5 separate regions of the Mus musculus genome follow, and regions 1, 3, 4 and 5 are each linked to region 2. Evidence: chromatin contacts called from public HiChIP or PLAC-seq, Micro-C and promoter capture Hi-C data. All regions are on one chromosome and are shown on one strand. Each heading gives the region's core, a stretch centred on a gene start, on an enhancer-like site or on the middle of the called end of the contact. The rest is flanking DNA. Distances are from core to core; before and after follow the strand shown.

What was found. Promoter capture Hi-C pulls out the DNA fragments that hold promoters and counts their contacts. A called contact is a pair of places that touch in the nucleus more often than the background predicts. HiChIP or PLAC-seq counts read pairs in DNA pulled down with a chosen protein or histone mark.
Region 1: a contact with region 2 is called in a promoter capture Hi-C map of erythroid cells, with 8 times the contacts expected there. The contact joins the promoter of Hnrnpll here to the promoter of Cdc42ep3 in region 2. A contact is called at or near these places in 2 of 39 promoter capture datasets (erythroid cells and pre-B cells) and 3 of 484 Hi-C or Micro-C datasets (CD4 T cells and embryonic stem cells).
Region 3: a contact with region 2 is called in a promoter capture Hi-C map of pre-B cells, with 5 times the contacts expected there. The contact joins the promoter of Heatr5b here to the promoter of Cdc42ep3 in region 2. A contact is called at or near these places in 5 of 39 promoter capture datasets (the 3T3-L1 cell line, the C10 cell line, erythroid cells and 2 more), 2 of 484 Hi-C or Micro-C datasets (CD4 T cells and natural killer cells), 3 of 115 datasets of contacts at active chromatin or transcription factors (embryonic stem cells, memory CD8 T cells and pancreatic cancer cells) and 1 of 9 other capture datasets (liver).
Region 4: a contact with region 2 is called in a Micro-C map of embryonic stem cells, with 2.8 times the contacts expected there. The contact joins the enhancer-like site here to the promoter of Cdc42ep3 in region 2. A contact is called at or near these places in 1 of 484 Hi-C or Micro-C datasets (embryonic stem cells) and 1 of 115 datasets of contacts at active chromatin or transcription factors (pancreatic cancer cells).
Region 5: a contact with region 2 is called in an HNF4G HiChIP or PLAC-seq map of pancreatic cancer cells. The contact joins the promoter of Galm here to the promoter of Cdc42ep3 in region 2. A contact is called at or near these places in 1 of 39 promoter capture datasets (cranial neural crest) and 1 of 115 datasets of contacts at active chromatin or transcription factors (pancreatic cancer cells).

The regions. Positions count from the first base shown.
Region 1 is chr17:80,060,974-80,063,673 of GRCm38.p6, reverse strand. Hnrnpll (heterogeneous nuclear ribonucleoprotein L-like) reads left to right here and starts at 1,406. Exons shown (of 13, transcript NM_144802.4): 1 at 1,406-2,017. The coding sequence starts at 1,682. 4933407O12Rik reads right to left here and starts at 1,452. Exons shown (of 2, transcript XM_006525248.3): 1 at 1,102-1,452; 2 at 212-1,001. The coding sequence starts at 1,434. The coding sequence ends at 876.
Region 2 is chr17:79,353,711-79,356,410 of GRCm38.p6, reverse strand. Cdc42ep3 (CDC42 effector protein (Rho GTPase binding) 3) reads left to right here and starts at 1,320. Exons shown (of 2, transcript NM_026514.3): 1 at 1,320-1,594. Gm17315 (predicted gene, 17315) reads right to left here and starts at 1,712. Exons shown (of 2, transcript NR_165822.1): 1 at 1,407-1,712; 2 at 1-586.
Region 3 is chr17:78,834,046-78,836,745 of GRCm38.p6, reverse strand. It overlaps Heatr5b (HEAT repeat containing 5B), which reads left to right and starts at 1,365. Exons shown (of 36, transcript NM_001081179.1): 1 at 1,365-1,440; 2 at 2,503-2,650. The coding sequence starts at 2,525. It overlaps Gpatch11 (G patch domain containing 11), which reads right to left and starts at 1,230. Exons shown (of 10, transcript NM_181649.6): 1 at 1,068-1,230.
Region 4 is chr17:79,967,712-79,970,411 of GRCm38.p6, reverse strand. All of the region lies in intron 2 of Gm41625 (a long non-coding RNA gene), which reads left to right. Among named protein-coding and RNA genes, the nearest start is that of Gm41625, 13 kb to the left of the region's middle. Within about 2 kb of position 1,266, at least 26 of the 459 cell types and tissues checked have an H3K27ac peak or open chromatin away from gene starts, as enhancers often do. A contact at or near this core is called in embryonic stem cells, where this site is marked.
Region 5 is chr17:80,126,136-80,128,835 of GRCm38.p6, reverse strand. It overlaps Galm (galactose mutarotase), which reads right to left and starts at 1,365. Exons shown (of 7, transcript NM_176963.4): 1 at 931-1,365. The coding sequence starts at 1,120.

The sequences.
Region 1 (2,700 bases), core at 157-2,656, 710 kb before region 2:
TCTCGCTCAGGACGTTTCCTTATCTGTCCCCAGCTCTGCAATTCCTTCTTTGATATTTCTTCGGTACACGTCAGTCTTATCTTAATTTTAAAGACATATTTCTAATTTTCAGTTCTGCAAGCGGCCTCTCTCTCTCTCTCACACACAGTGGTACAGTTTGCAGAAACGCTTAGATTCCTTAGGATTCTAAAATGACAAGCGACGCAAAGTATAAAGGAGAAAGCAACATATGTTAAAAGAACGATCACACATCTTTCTGGGGGAAGAAATGCCTTTGGGGGAAAAAAAACAGGCTAGAGGAGGGAACAACCCACAACTGGGAAAGGAAGAGGTTCAAAACAAGTGCGCAGAACGAATCTTAGTTTTCCAAGGCTTAAAGTAACAGGGCACTTAGGGCGCGGTGGGTTTCTTGCTAGCTAGACACCATAATTTCAACCCAGTAAGTTGGTCACTGAAATCCATTCGGGGGTGGATTGGGTTGGGGTGAACTGTACTGGAACTAGATTATAAAAATGAACACAGTACCTGCCCTTAAGCACGTCCAGTTTTGTTTTGTTTTAAAACAACACCTTTAGTTATTCAAAGGCCTTTTGCAAATAGAAACAGCTAAAAACCTTAAAACAGTCTTTAGGCTTCACAGAGGAAGTGAGTTGTGGGCTGGAAACGAACAGGATTGTGAGAGTTTCCTATTTTGGAAAATGAAGACGATCATTCAGAACAGTGAGAATAGGGGTTTTAGAGGAAGGTTGAGAATATGTAACTGCAGCAGGGACTTGGATAGGTATGTCTGCAGCAATAGGTCCGGTTTGCAGGTCACCTATGCCCTGCGCAGACCTGTGTGCATCATCTCGCTGGCTCGCCACAGTCAGTAACAGCTAACGGTTGTTCTGTTTAGTTAGTGGCGCAGAGTCCACGCGCTTTCGGGGGCTGTGTGTGGTTAGGTGCGCGGAGATTCTCCAGGTTTCCCTCATCTTTTTAAAGATTCTCCAGGTCTCCCTCATCTTTTTAAAATGAAGAAGAAAAGCATTCAAATTAGCGGGAAGGCGGTTAACACCCACAGCCCCGACTCTGCCGAACGCATCGCCGGCTCCTCACATTCACCCGGTATCTCAGCGGCGGCCAGGGCCTAACAGCGCTAACCGCCACGGGGCTGCAACCGCTGCGGAACCGCGCGCAGCGGGCGTTGCACGGTCCCGACCGGAGCCCAGCGAGAGTCCAGGCTGGGATTCTGACGAGCAGTTCTTCCAGCCAATTGGAAGCCAGATCGACTTTCGCTCTTCCAATAGGAGGCGGAAGTTCGGCAAGGGGGCGGAAACTCTCGGGCCCTGGATCCCATCCCGCCCGGCGGCAGTCAAGGCGGGGTGGAGGCTCCGCCTGAGCGGCGGGGAGCGGATCAGGGAGGAGGGAAGACCGGAAGCCACGGCCCGGCCCCATCCTTACTTTCGCGTCCCCCCCGGGGCTGGGAGCCGCGAAGCTGGCGGAGGGAGAGGCTGGAGGCTGGCTGAGAGATAAAGGGAAGCGTCCCCTCAGCCCGCGCTCCCTTCTCAGTCACGGGCTCCTGGAGCGCGCCGCGGAGGACGCCGGGCCAGCTCAGACCCGCGCCGAGGAGGCGCAGCCCGCGGCGGGGACCGATCAGCGACATCTGAGGCCCGTCTCCCGCGCCGTCTCCACCGCCGCCGCCATGTCCTCCTCCTCCTCCTCCTCCCCCAAGGAGGAGACGTACGAGGAGGACCGGGAGTTCGAGAGCCAGGCCAAGCGCCTCAAGACCGAGGAGGGAGAGATCGTCTACTCGGCCGAGGAGAGCGAGAATCGCCAGGAAGCGACGCCTCAGGCGGGGAGCGATAGCGACAGCGGCGGCGGCGACGGAGGCGACGGAGACGGAGGCAGCGGCGGCGGCGGCGACGGCGAGGAAGGCGAAGGTGGAGAAGAAGGCGACGAAGGCGACGGCGATGAGGGAGGGAGCGGCGGCGACGAAGGTGGCAGCGGCGGTGGCCCTCGGAGCATGCCCCTGTCCACGGTAACAAAGCGCGGCGCCGCGCCGCGTCCCTCCAGCAGGGCCCGGCGGCGGGGGTTCGGCCTGGCCGCCTTTGCCGCTGCGTGCACGCCGAGCGCGTAGCTGGCGACTCGGACTGATTCTTTCCTTTATTGCCCACGATCCCCGAATCCCGAATGCCGGCTTTGGGTGGGCTTGGGGTGCCGGGCCTCCCGGAGTCCGGGCCCTGAACTTGGGGAGGGTAGCGGGGTGGGGGCGGCGGGGGCGGGCGGGTGTCGCTTCCGCTCCGGGAGGCTGCGCCGCGCGCCCTCGGCGGGATCCGCTCTTTGTTAGTTGAGCAACTCCGGCTCCGAGGCTGTGCTGGGGACCCGGCCTCCCCGACCCGCATCATCCTCACGCTGGGCAACCATAACGGGAAGGCTCTCGTGGCCTCGTCTCCGTGGGAACCGCGATGCAATGACAAATTGCGCCCTCGTGCTCTCCCCGTAGTTTAGCCCTCGCTAGTTTAATATCTTTCTATAGAAAAGGCTTTGTGGGCATGGGGTTCATTCAGGCCAGGCAATGGCCAAGATAAGTTTTCTTGTTACAGAAATGAGTGGGCCGGTGATCTAAGTGTGTGTGTGTGTGTCTGTCCCTGCTGTCAAATAAAAGGCGTTCAGATGACGAGAGTTCTTCATTCATAATGTACTTCAAGTTTGTCCCCCACA
Region 2 (2,700 bases), core at 71-2,570:
TTTCCCCAACAGTTGTGTCCGCTTCCTTTTTAAATTCATCTTAACGTCGACCGTGGTTTAGGACCTGGGCTTAAAGTGCACCCGGTCTAAGGTTTCAGAGCGATTCAGATTGGGGGCACCCTTGTGATGACCCCGATAGCGCCCAGGGAAGCCAAGGTCTCCAGGAGGGGCTCTGCTTTGTGCCAGGATTTCCAGGCAACCTGAGAGTCCCAGGGTTGGGGCCAGACCTGGAGCGTGCGACTACTCGGGGTTCTAGCTCCTTTTCCAGGTCAACCAAGCCGGCGGGGGACATCAACGCCGGAAAACACCACCTTTTCCTGTCTCCAACCTGGCGGACTAAGGGAGAAGGAAGAGAGGGCGACCAATTAAGACAATTAACATTAATTCTCTGGGTTCCTACAGAGGTCCAGGGACAGAGGGGCGGGTCGTCCTGAGGCCCTGGCTGGGTGACCGACAGGTGCAGGTGTCGCCACGGGCGGAATTTTACGGTCCGGAGCAGCAGCAGCTGCGCCACTTGCGCCGCCTCGCAGAGCGTCCCGGAGAGCCGCCACCCGCTTCCGCAGCTTTAGGTCAATCTCTGACAGACCTGGAGGGGGAGGAGACGTCACCCTCCCGACAGGAAAAACCTGCTGCGTCTGCGTTTCTCTGCGTCCCGCAGGCTCTCAGCCTCCACCCCGCGTCTCCCGCGCGTCAGATCCGCGCTCCAGGTTTTGGCGACAGCTTGCAAGGGGAGCCGGCTGCACGTTGACAGCACGCGACCCTCCTTTTCCCTCCCGAGAGCTACAGCTGCCAGGGGGTCCCCAGGGAGCTGCGGCCGCGCTGCGGCGACCCGGTCAGGTGGCCCTTCTTCCCCGCGCAGGTCCCCTTCCTCCGCTGCGAAGCCCCGCACTGCTAGGTGGGTTAGGTAGGACAGGGAAAGGCGGGGACACGAGGGTGAGCACGAGGGTCCCGGGTGCGGGCGGAGTCCCATTGTTCTCCCGCACCGTACGGACAGCAACGCTCTGGGGTCCCCTCTTTAAAGGGAGCACCCCGCCACTTTTCTTTGTGCCTGAGGGAGCCCCAGCCGGCATTGCCTCTGAGAGAAGCCACCACTGGGAAGGGGTGGAACTGGGAGGTGACAGTGGGTAGCCTTTGTCCTCCAAGAGTCCGCAGCCTCGCCTCCAGTCCTGCGGGTCTGGGGGTGGTGGGGAGGTGGGGGACAGGTACAACGGAGGGACGGTCCAGGTCGGCCCGCACCCTTCTCCCCGCCCTGCCCTGGCCTCACAGCCCCGCCCCGCCCCGCGCCGGCCCCGCCCTGCGTCCTGCGCCCCGCCCTCGGCAGGTTGAGGCCCGGCGTCCGGCAGCCGCGCGCACAGTGTCGCGGGCGCTTCCAACTGCCGCTGGGAGCACAGCAGCGGGACGCTCACCGACAACCCAGTTCCGCAGCGGCTGCCTCCCGGGAGACGCCGCGCGCAGTCCCGGAGCAGATTCTGCGGTGAACCGTTGCCGCCCCTCTGGTTCTGCGCGCACCAGCGAGGACTGTTGCGCCCTCGGGAGGCGACCCGGGCCGACGCCCGGCCCTCCGGGCAGAAGCTAGGAGCCTTAGAGACTGCTGGTGAGTGTGTGACCCAGGCTGTCTCTCCACCTGTAAGACTGTCCGACCCTCAACCTAAGCCCCCTTCCAGCTAGTGCAGATGGTGGCCTTGGAAGACTTAGAGGGTGCGAGGATAATCTACCGCACCGCCTGGTTGAGCTGATGTTTAGAGGATCAAAGGGGACATCATGCTTGACGTCCGGGAGGGGGGATCAGGACGCGGAGCTCTGCCACCTACTTCTTTAGGGTGGGGCTGCAGTCAGCACGGCCCCCTCCAGGCCATTGACAGCCATTCTGGGCGCGTGTTGCGTTTTTCCAGCAGAACAAACCGCACTTGGCTACCGCGGCCCTCTAGTTGTGTGTTTGCACCGATGCGGCGCGGCGCGAGAGTGCACCGCGCAGCTTGGCAGTTTCCGAACTGACAGAGGCAGCACATTGTAGCTGAGGCTCCAACCTGCAGATCTGGCAGTTGGGGGAAAAAAATTTTTTTTTTCTTTCTCGACTGCGGTTTCTGAACAACTGAAGCGTTTACAAGATCTTTACTCCCTCTTCCTCCTCCTTCCCCTCTCCTTCTCCTCCTGCCTCTCCTCCTCCTCTTCCTCCTGCTATTGCTCTTCTTCCTCTTCTTTTCTCTTCCTTCTCACTAAGTATCTTGACACAGCCATGCGAGGACGAATGGATCCGGCCAGTCAGTTTTTTTCTTTATGAATTATTATACTCCACCCCGCTCTCGCCTTTGGGAGGGAAGGCATGTGTTTCATCTTATAAATAGAAAGTAGCATATTTTTTGGCAGGACCTGCTTTATACTGCACCGTCTAGGAGAGGTCAGTTTAAAAATAAATATGCACTTGAATGTTACATTACCGAGCCGGCTGTGGCTGGGACAAGCTGCGAGTACAGCGGCATCAAAGCTGGGCGCACATCTGTGTTGAAAGGAGTTAAAGCCCCAGAGTGCAGCCCCGGCTGACAGTCAAGTAATTACATTTTGTTTAAAAAAAAAAAAGTGAGTGAATTAAAAGGAGGGTGGGAAGAGGAATGTCAGGCAGGGACTGGAGCCTGAATCTTTGCAGCCTTGGTGCGTTTGCGGGGAGTGGGCTGCTGATTGTGTGCAGTGTGTAGTGGGGGC
Region 3 (2,700 bases), core at 116-2,615, 520 kb after region 2:
GCCTCATACAAGCAAGGAATGTGCTTTATAACTGAGCTAAATCTCTAATTCAAACTAGATTATTTTTAAGGGAAGCATTTAACTCCACAGACATGGTGGCCCTCTGGTGTGATTTCAGCACCCAGCAGTTCGAGGACAGTATGATCTACCTGTGTAAAAATACACACACACACACTTACAAAAGTACAAGGGATTACATGTTACTTTTAAAGCTCTGCCTTTTATAGTTATTCCATCTTTTACATATAATTTTCACATAAAATCACACTGAAACTTCACAGCTGGGGGCACTGTAGATTCATTAAATGATACGGTTTGAGGAAGTTAATTACCAATAGTGAGGACATTATGTTAGGAAGTGGAATAAGGGGGCTGGAGAGATGGCTCAGAGGTTAAAAGAACTGTCTGCTCTTCTAGAGGTCCTGAGTTCAATTACATGGTGGCTTTATAACTATTTATAATGAAATCTGGTGCCCTCTTTGGGCCTGTAGGCATACATGCAGGCAGAACGCTATATAATAAATAAATCTTAAAAAAAAAAAAAAGGAAGGAAGAAGGAAAGAAAGAAAAAGAGAGAGAGAGAAAAGAATAAGGAATTGGGTCTTAAAATGTGAAGGTTCCCCTCCTATGAGGACAACATACACTAGCATTATCCACTTCCTTCAAATATAAGAATAAACTCCACAAGTCGATAGATAACCCAGGTAGGGATGCTGGTGGCCTGACCCCTCACTTAAGAGTCACAACAGCGAAGTGGTCAGGATTCTGGGTCTGAGGGGGTAAATCACGCAGCATCTGTTGATGGTTGGAGGTGGTGTGTGTCAAAGAGCCAGAGCAAGTTTAGGTGAAGCGCTTTGCCTGTTCCGAAATAATGGAGCAACCACTTTCTCAACAGGACGATTATAGGTGCTGCTAGCGTATTTCAGTATTGAGCACCGAGTTTGAAGCAGAGCTACAGAACACACAGAGCTGGGCTAACTCTCCTGTGGGTGCCTCGGGCATCGCAGGCTCTTTCTTCCCTCCCGCTCTCCTCCCTCCTGCACCCTCCCACCAAAACGACCACTTACGGATGGGGCGTAGCTGACGCTGTGATAGGCAGTCACAGCCAACTTGCACCGACCTCTGTCATTCTCCTGAGCGCCCGCACACCCTGAAGCCGGAGCTTTACTGCCCGGAACCAGCTCCGCGGAGGTCGCGCTGCGCATGCGCCGTGCAATTGGCGCAGGACCCACAAACATCCCACTCGTCCCCGACAGCCGATTCGCTTCGAAACTTGGGGTGGGCGGGGCTAAGAGGACGTGGGGGCGGGCCGGTCCGCAGGACCTGTGTCTCGCGCATGCGTCGTCTCCCGGCTTCCTGAGGGCCGGAGTTTGGGAGGCGGGGCATCCGGGTCCCTCGGCAGAGCGGAGCTTGGCTGCTCGGCTCGGACTAGACCAGGAGGTGAGGCGGTCTCGCGCGCTGTCAGAGCCTGCAGGCTGTGACATCCCTGGGTCCCAGGACATTTTCCGAGGGCTGAGGAGGGAATTCGAGTTTTGAGGCCGGGGATCCTCAGCCTCGGGGTTGACAGCTCGAGGACTCCTACGACGGGAGGCTGACATCCCAGGGCGGCCCGGGGACCCCGGTTTGCGTTTCCAGCAGACTCTCAGTTGTCGGGGTCTTCGGAGCGGCCCGGTGCATCCAGACCCGGAGCACTGCATTCCCGGGGCGAGGGGTTGTCCCGGGCGCCCCTGCCGCAGTGTCCCCGTGGGGCCCGCCTCCGCCGATCAGAACCCTACGGTCACTCTTCTGGGTCCCGGTGGCGAGGGACGGGTGGCGGAGAAAGCTCCCCAGACGCCTGAGCTCGGTGCTTCGGGGTTCTCAGGGTAGAATGAGTTAATAGCCTGTGTTCTAACAGGGAAACAACCGCCCCGGAATAGTGCCTTTTTTGCAGTATTTACATTTTCCTTTCATTCCATTCTTATCGCCAGTTTTTTCTTTCTTTCTTTCTTTCTTTCTTTCTTTCTTTCTTTCTTTCTTTCTTTCTTTCTTTCTTTCTTTCTTTCTTTCTTTCTTTCTTTCTTTCTTTCTTTCTTTCTTTTAAATCATTGTCCTTTCAAAGTTAGTTCTCTAATGAGAAATGAAACCACGCTTTCTTTCCCTAGCTTAGTGGTTGCATTTATGAAACTTGACATTTAATATTTAAGAAATCCTTACATGTAAGGGCTGGAGAAAGGAATCCGTGATTAAGAATACTTGTTGCTTTTGACAAGGACCTGGGTTTGATTTCCAGCGCCCACAAGATGACTCACAACCATCTGTAACTCCAGTTCTAGGGGGAGCCAACACCCTGTATATATATATATGTGTGTGTGTGTGTGTGTGTGTGTGTGTGTGTGTGTGTGTGTATGTATGTATGTATGTATGTGTATACATACATTTGGGCAAAACACTCCTACACATAAATTAAAAATTCCTTAGAATATATTTTACTCTTTTTTTAAAAAACGAATCTGTTCATTTAAGGTGTGAATTAAGAACATCAATAATGGAGCTAGCTCACAGTTTATTGCTAAATGAGGAAGCTTTGGCTCAGATCACGGAGGCAAAGAGACCCGTGTTCATCTTTGAATGGTTGAGATTTCTTGATAAAGTCCTAGTTGCTGCCAACAAGGTAAGCATTGCCCACCTCACCATAGGTTGATATAAAGAAAATTGAAGGCA
Region 4 (2,700 bases), core at 17-2,516, 610 kb before region 2:
GAAGAGAGGACTTCTCTCTCCTGATTGCCCCCTCCCTCTCCTGGGCATCACCAGCAGGACTGACAGGTGTGGACCTGCTGAGACCATAGCGTGTCCATTCTAAGCCTCTTTCACACTGCAGTGCAACCCTCAGAGCTCGTTTTTTTTTTTCTCAGTTGCTACCATATACTGTGTTTCTTCAAGCTTTCCCATATGTCCAAGTAGGATCCGATCATCCCAACTCCCCAAGTTTTCCACTTCCTATTTGTGTGCCAGCCTATTTGGAGTTAAAACCGCGAGAGCCTTTTGGACAGCATAGGACACTATCAGAGTTTCCGAAGCGCGGTTGCTGGGAGTCTGACTGCCTTTTTAGGGAAGGCCTCTCATTGACCTGCTGAGGTTTACTTTAAATTTCAACTGGCTTGCAAACGCATTCTCCTTTGACAGCCCTCGCTTGAAATGCATTTGCTCTGAGCAAACACAGGGTCAAGTCTTTGAGTGTTAGGTGGTTCTTCTTGCCTGAGAGTTACCTATCTGACTTCCCGTCAGATGAAGGCCCTGCCGCCCTTCCCCCAACCCCTCCAGCCTCTGAGAATTCCCCCTTTGCTGGGGGTGGGGGTGGGGAATGGTGTGTACTATACTTTACCATTTCCTCATACATTTTGCATATATTTTCGTTTTGTCTTGGAGGATTAGAAGTCAGCAGGAGTAAACTCAACTCCACCTTCGCTGATTGGATTAAAAGTGAACACAGACTCTCAGAAAAAAACCAGTTCTGGAGAACGGAAGGCCTCACAAGGTCAAAGCCATTCAAAACCAAAATCTACTTAGTATAATCACTTCCTGGTTGAGGAGGGGCAGAGAGACCGCAGAGAAACTGGATAAACTCATGAGTTATGGGAGTAGGTGTGGAAACGGTAGGGAGCCTGGGTCCCTGGCTTGGGAGCCCTGTATGCAAGTCTTCTCTTTTCTTTTTTGAGTCCTTACAGAGGCAGACCCAGATGTTGCCCTGGGGAGGGAGGCTGGTCTGCCATCCCATTCCCCAGCTGTGTCTCTTGCACCCAATGGCCACTGCTTGCCTTTTTGTTTGATGCTGAGCCCGTCGTAGAGATGGCATGGTATCTGCCATTATTTTGCCCTTCTACCTAGCTCCCCACATTGGTAGAGAGTGGAAGCAAGCCATGACCCCAGGTACTGTGGTAGTTCAGTGGGGTAGCCGTGGAGCCATGCCAGCATCTTAGTGGCAAGTACTAGTCAGGGTGAGGAGAGTAGCCAGACTGGAAAAGCTCACTGGGTGCAGTGAGGTTGCACAGTGCCTAACTCCTCCCTTGTGCAAGCTGGGGACAGATTCTGGGCTAAGGCAGGGGGTGGAAGAATTGCTTTTTAGATTAGGGTGTCAAGGATTTATTATCGTTTTCTTGTAGCTGGGACAAAAACACCCGCTAACACAACATGATAAGGAAGTTTCTGTTGTCTCATGGTTTGAGGGAAGGCGTGGAGGTAGGAGTGGGAGGTGTCTGGCCACATCGCCCCATGTAGTCAGGACACAGGGAGAGGCGAATGCATGAGCTCCGTTCCTTTCTGTCACTTTACTGAATCCGATTCTACCCGGTGAGGCACCAGGAACAAGGCCAGCGGTATCCAGGGTGGGTCTGTCCACCTCAGCTGATCTCTGGTAATTCTTTACAGACAAGCCCGGAGATGTGTCTCTTGGGTTGGCTCCAAAGCCCACCAACATGACAACCAGGATAATAAAGCACCAGTGAGGAGGAATGATGGGAGTCTTGGCCCAACGTGTGAAGTCCAGTGGGCATGTGACTCTCAGGCAAGGCTTAGCAATAACTGCAATGGGGGTCTGGCAGGAGTGCAGAGCCTGGTGGCCGGGTTCACATAGGATTGGGAAACCACACACTTTAAAGCCAATGCAGGATGATCTGGGACAGCCTAGATCTAGGCAGGACATTAGGGGCAAGCTTTTGTGTCCTGCAGACAGCCAGAAGCAAGAACCTGATCAGCAAGTACTTTTCTAGGTCCCTGGTACCTCTCTGGCATGCTGAGCATTAGAAACTGGCATGGGGTTGATACCCTTCATAGACCTGCCTGGGTCTCGTCTAGGAGCCTTTCAAGGTTTGACTGTGTACTTAAGTGAGCTGGAATTATAAAGGCAAGGGAATGAATGGGTAGTCAACTGGCTAGTAGATTAGAAAATGCTAAAGAGATGGTATCACGCCAGACACGGTGATGCCTACCTGTAGGCTCAGTACTTAGGAGGCATGGGCAGGGGGACTACCTTAAGCTTGAGGTCAGTCAGGGCTGTATAGCAAGACATCCGCACACATACACCAAACAGGGCTGTACTACAGATTATAAGGCAAACTACATTACCCCACTATGATTCCATACAGGCACAATTTGCCTGAGCCATTTAGCATAGGGAAAGGAGACGGGAGGAGCAGAAAGAGAGCTGAGAGTTTTGCATGGGTGGAAGGCAGTGCAGTTTTCTGATCCCATCTCCTGGTACAGTGGGGAGGGGGATGTGGCAGGGATGTCAGGGGGAGGGGGAAGGGGTGGCGATGAGTGAGTATTTCACAGAGCATCCGTGGAATAGATCTCTGCGGTTTGCTTTGGTTCCAAGCTAACTTGCTGGAACTCTGGGTCGAAGAAAGACAGACACTCGGTCTCTGAGAGTGAGCGCTACAGGGAACATGACTCCATGTTGAA
Region 5 (2,700 bases), core at 116-2,615, 770 kb before region 2:
CAATGATTTAATTATGTAACTATTGAGCTAAAGTCTGAGCTCCGCGCCCCGCCCTCCCCCCCCCTCCGTAAACTGCAAGTTGAAAATGACCTTTGTCTATCTTGTTGAGTCCACTGCATTAACAGAGCTGTAAATGCATAAATTAAGATAAAACCTATGCGTGGATCAAGATGAAACGGCTGGCTCTTGCTCCAGGACAGCTTAGGCAGAACGAGGCCCTGTCCATTTAAAACAAAACAAAACAAAACAAAACAAAAAAACCCCACAAACACAAACAAAACAGACAAACAAAAACAAAAAGACATGCTGCGAATTGCGCAGCTGATCCTGATGACTATGTCCACGTCTTAGGAGGCCTTATTTCTACCCCTTTCATTGAGAACATGTTTCTGAGCAGATGAAGGACATTGTGCCCTACCTACATTGACCACAACAGCCAAGCAATCTGATGGGTTTACATCAGTCCTAAATTCTAAAGCATTTCTGCTCAAGGAGCCCTCAGAGAAGATTTGACAAGAGAAAGAAGGGAGATAGTAGCAGGCGCCCGTCCGTCTTTGATTTTCATTCCTCAGAAAACCACAAGCGAGGAATACATGCAAACCGCCCTGTGCCCCACAGTTCTAAGCTCATTCCAGGGAGTTGGTCTTTCTCAGCTGACTTCCTCGTGAACAGTGACAAAGTCTGACTAAGGGGGGCCAAGTCCTACAGCTATTTGGATTAGATCCGGTTTTTTTTTCCAACCTCAAAATCCTGTTAAGTGGCTTACATGAGCCCGTTCACGCGCTTCCAAGTAAGACTGCTCCAAGCTTGGGGACCTCAGTCAGGTCCCGTGAGTGACTGGAAGAACCCAGTGTACACAGGATCAGGAGTGTGTGCGGGCCTGTTTGACAGGCCAAACCGTTTAGCAGTCCTGGGCAGGACGCGACCCACCTTCCAATTCCGCAAAGCCAAGCACCACGTCTGAGGCTTTCCCCTGCCTGTCTTTGACCTGCAGAGCAGTGATCGTGCAGCCCCATGAGATGATGTCCACACTCAGCTGGTCTGACCGAAGCTGGAATTTCTCCACTGTCCCTCCCCCCGAGGGCAGCTCTCCAAACACGGTTCTGGTCACCGAAACCATTGGGAAAGTTCAGGGTGTGCAGCTTCTCCTTGCTGTTCAAACTCTAGCCTGGATCACGTTTGGAAAGATAAAGTTCCCGGGAGAAGGGGAGGAACTCAGACTAACTCCTCCCCTTTATTGCCTGGATTTAAACAGTTGACCACTCCTGGGGTCGGGGAAAATGCTCCGATGCCTTTTTAAAATTTTTCCTTTATCCGAGGTAACTGAGAAGCAAACTTTCCAGTTGAGTTTGCTGGTCTTTTCCTTCTCTAACCCTGACTGCAGTGCATGTCGGGAATAGTAGTCTTTAAGAAAATTGCAATTGCATCTTGGGGCATGTAGTTTAAAACGAACCAACTTTATTTTGCGCAGGTGCGCGCGCGTAAGGCATCTTTAGGGGGTCAAAAAAAGTCTCTCTCTCTCCTCTCCTCTTCTCTCTCTCTCTCTCTCTCTCTCTCTCTCTCTCTCTCTCTCTCTCTCTCTCTCTCTCTCTCTCTCTCTCTCTCTCTCTCTCTCCTCTCTCTCTCTCTCTCTCTCTCTCTCTCTCTCTCTCTCTCTCTCTCTTTCTCTCCTTTCCTCCTTTCTGAAAAGGTTCTCTCTTGTCCCTAATGGGCTCTGAAGAAACACATCTGGTGGGCAGGCTTGGAGGCCCGCTCCTTTACCTACTTTTCATCATCTCTTGGGCCATTCTGGTGTGGATTATCTGGGACTAGATTTAAAGAAACTGAAGGTTTGATGGCTAAGTCTGACGTTTCTCCTTTGTTGGCCTAGGATTAGGAAAGTGTTATTAGGATCCTCAGTAAGATCATGAGATTAAAATACCTCAGTCTTTCATTGCTTAATCTACAGCTCTAGATGGATTCTGGCTCTAGGAAGAAGAGGTCTGGGAGCCTAAAGACGTGTATAACTCAGTCTATCTGTATTTCTGGTCTTGATTTAGACACGGTGAGGGTGGAAACGCATCTGTGGTTAGAAAAACAGGAGAACTGAGCTCATGTTCCTGTAATCAAATGCCAATAAACAACTGTCTCACTCGTTTCTGACTGTGAAATATGAAGGAATCTTAAGCATTCATGCTACAAAGCCTCAATTATCCCTCTCGAAATTCGGGAAACTCTGATAGGAAAGAAAAAGAGCTTGCAGCAGGCTTTATTAAAGTACAATATCTAATATCAAAAAGACCCAAACAAGTCAAATTACAGACTGTGCGTCCCCTCACACAATAACCCAAAGGCACTCTTGTACACTGCTCATCACACACTCTTACAGACTCTGCAAGTCTCCTCAGCCCACTTACCGTGTGTGCCTGACTTATACACAGGCCCTTTCAACAACACTGTGCTAGCAACGATGCCTGAGAACCCTCTTCTGTGAGTGGGAAGACCACAGTTTTTATTTCTCAGCCTCCAGTTCTCAGTGTTCTGCCAAGCTCATGCTGCCAAGGGAAGAAAGACACCTTGGGTGGCTAGCACCAAGTGTAACCAGAGACGTTCCTATTGCTTAACTTGGCGCATGAAGTGTACCATATTTCCCTAAGATGTACAGGGTACGGGTCTTGATTTTCTTTCCCTGTGGCTTTGAAGTATTTAGAATGGTAAACA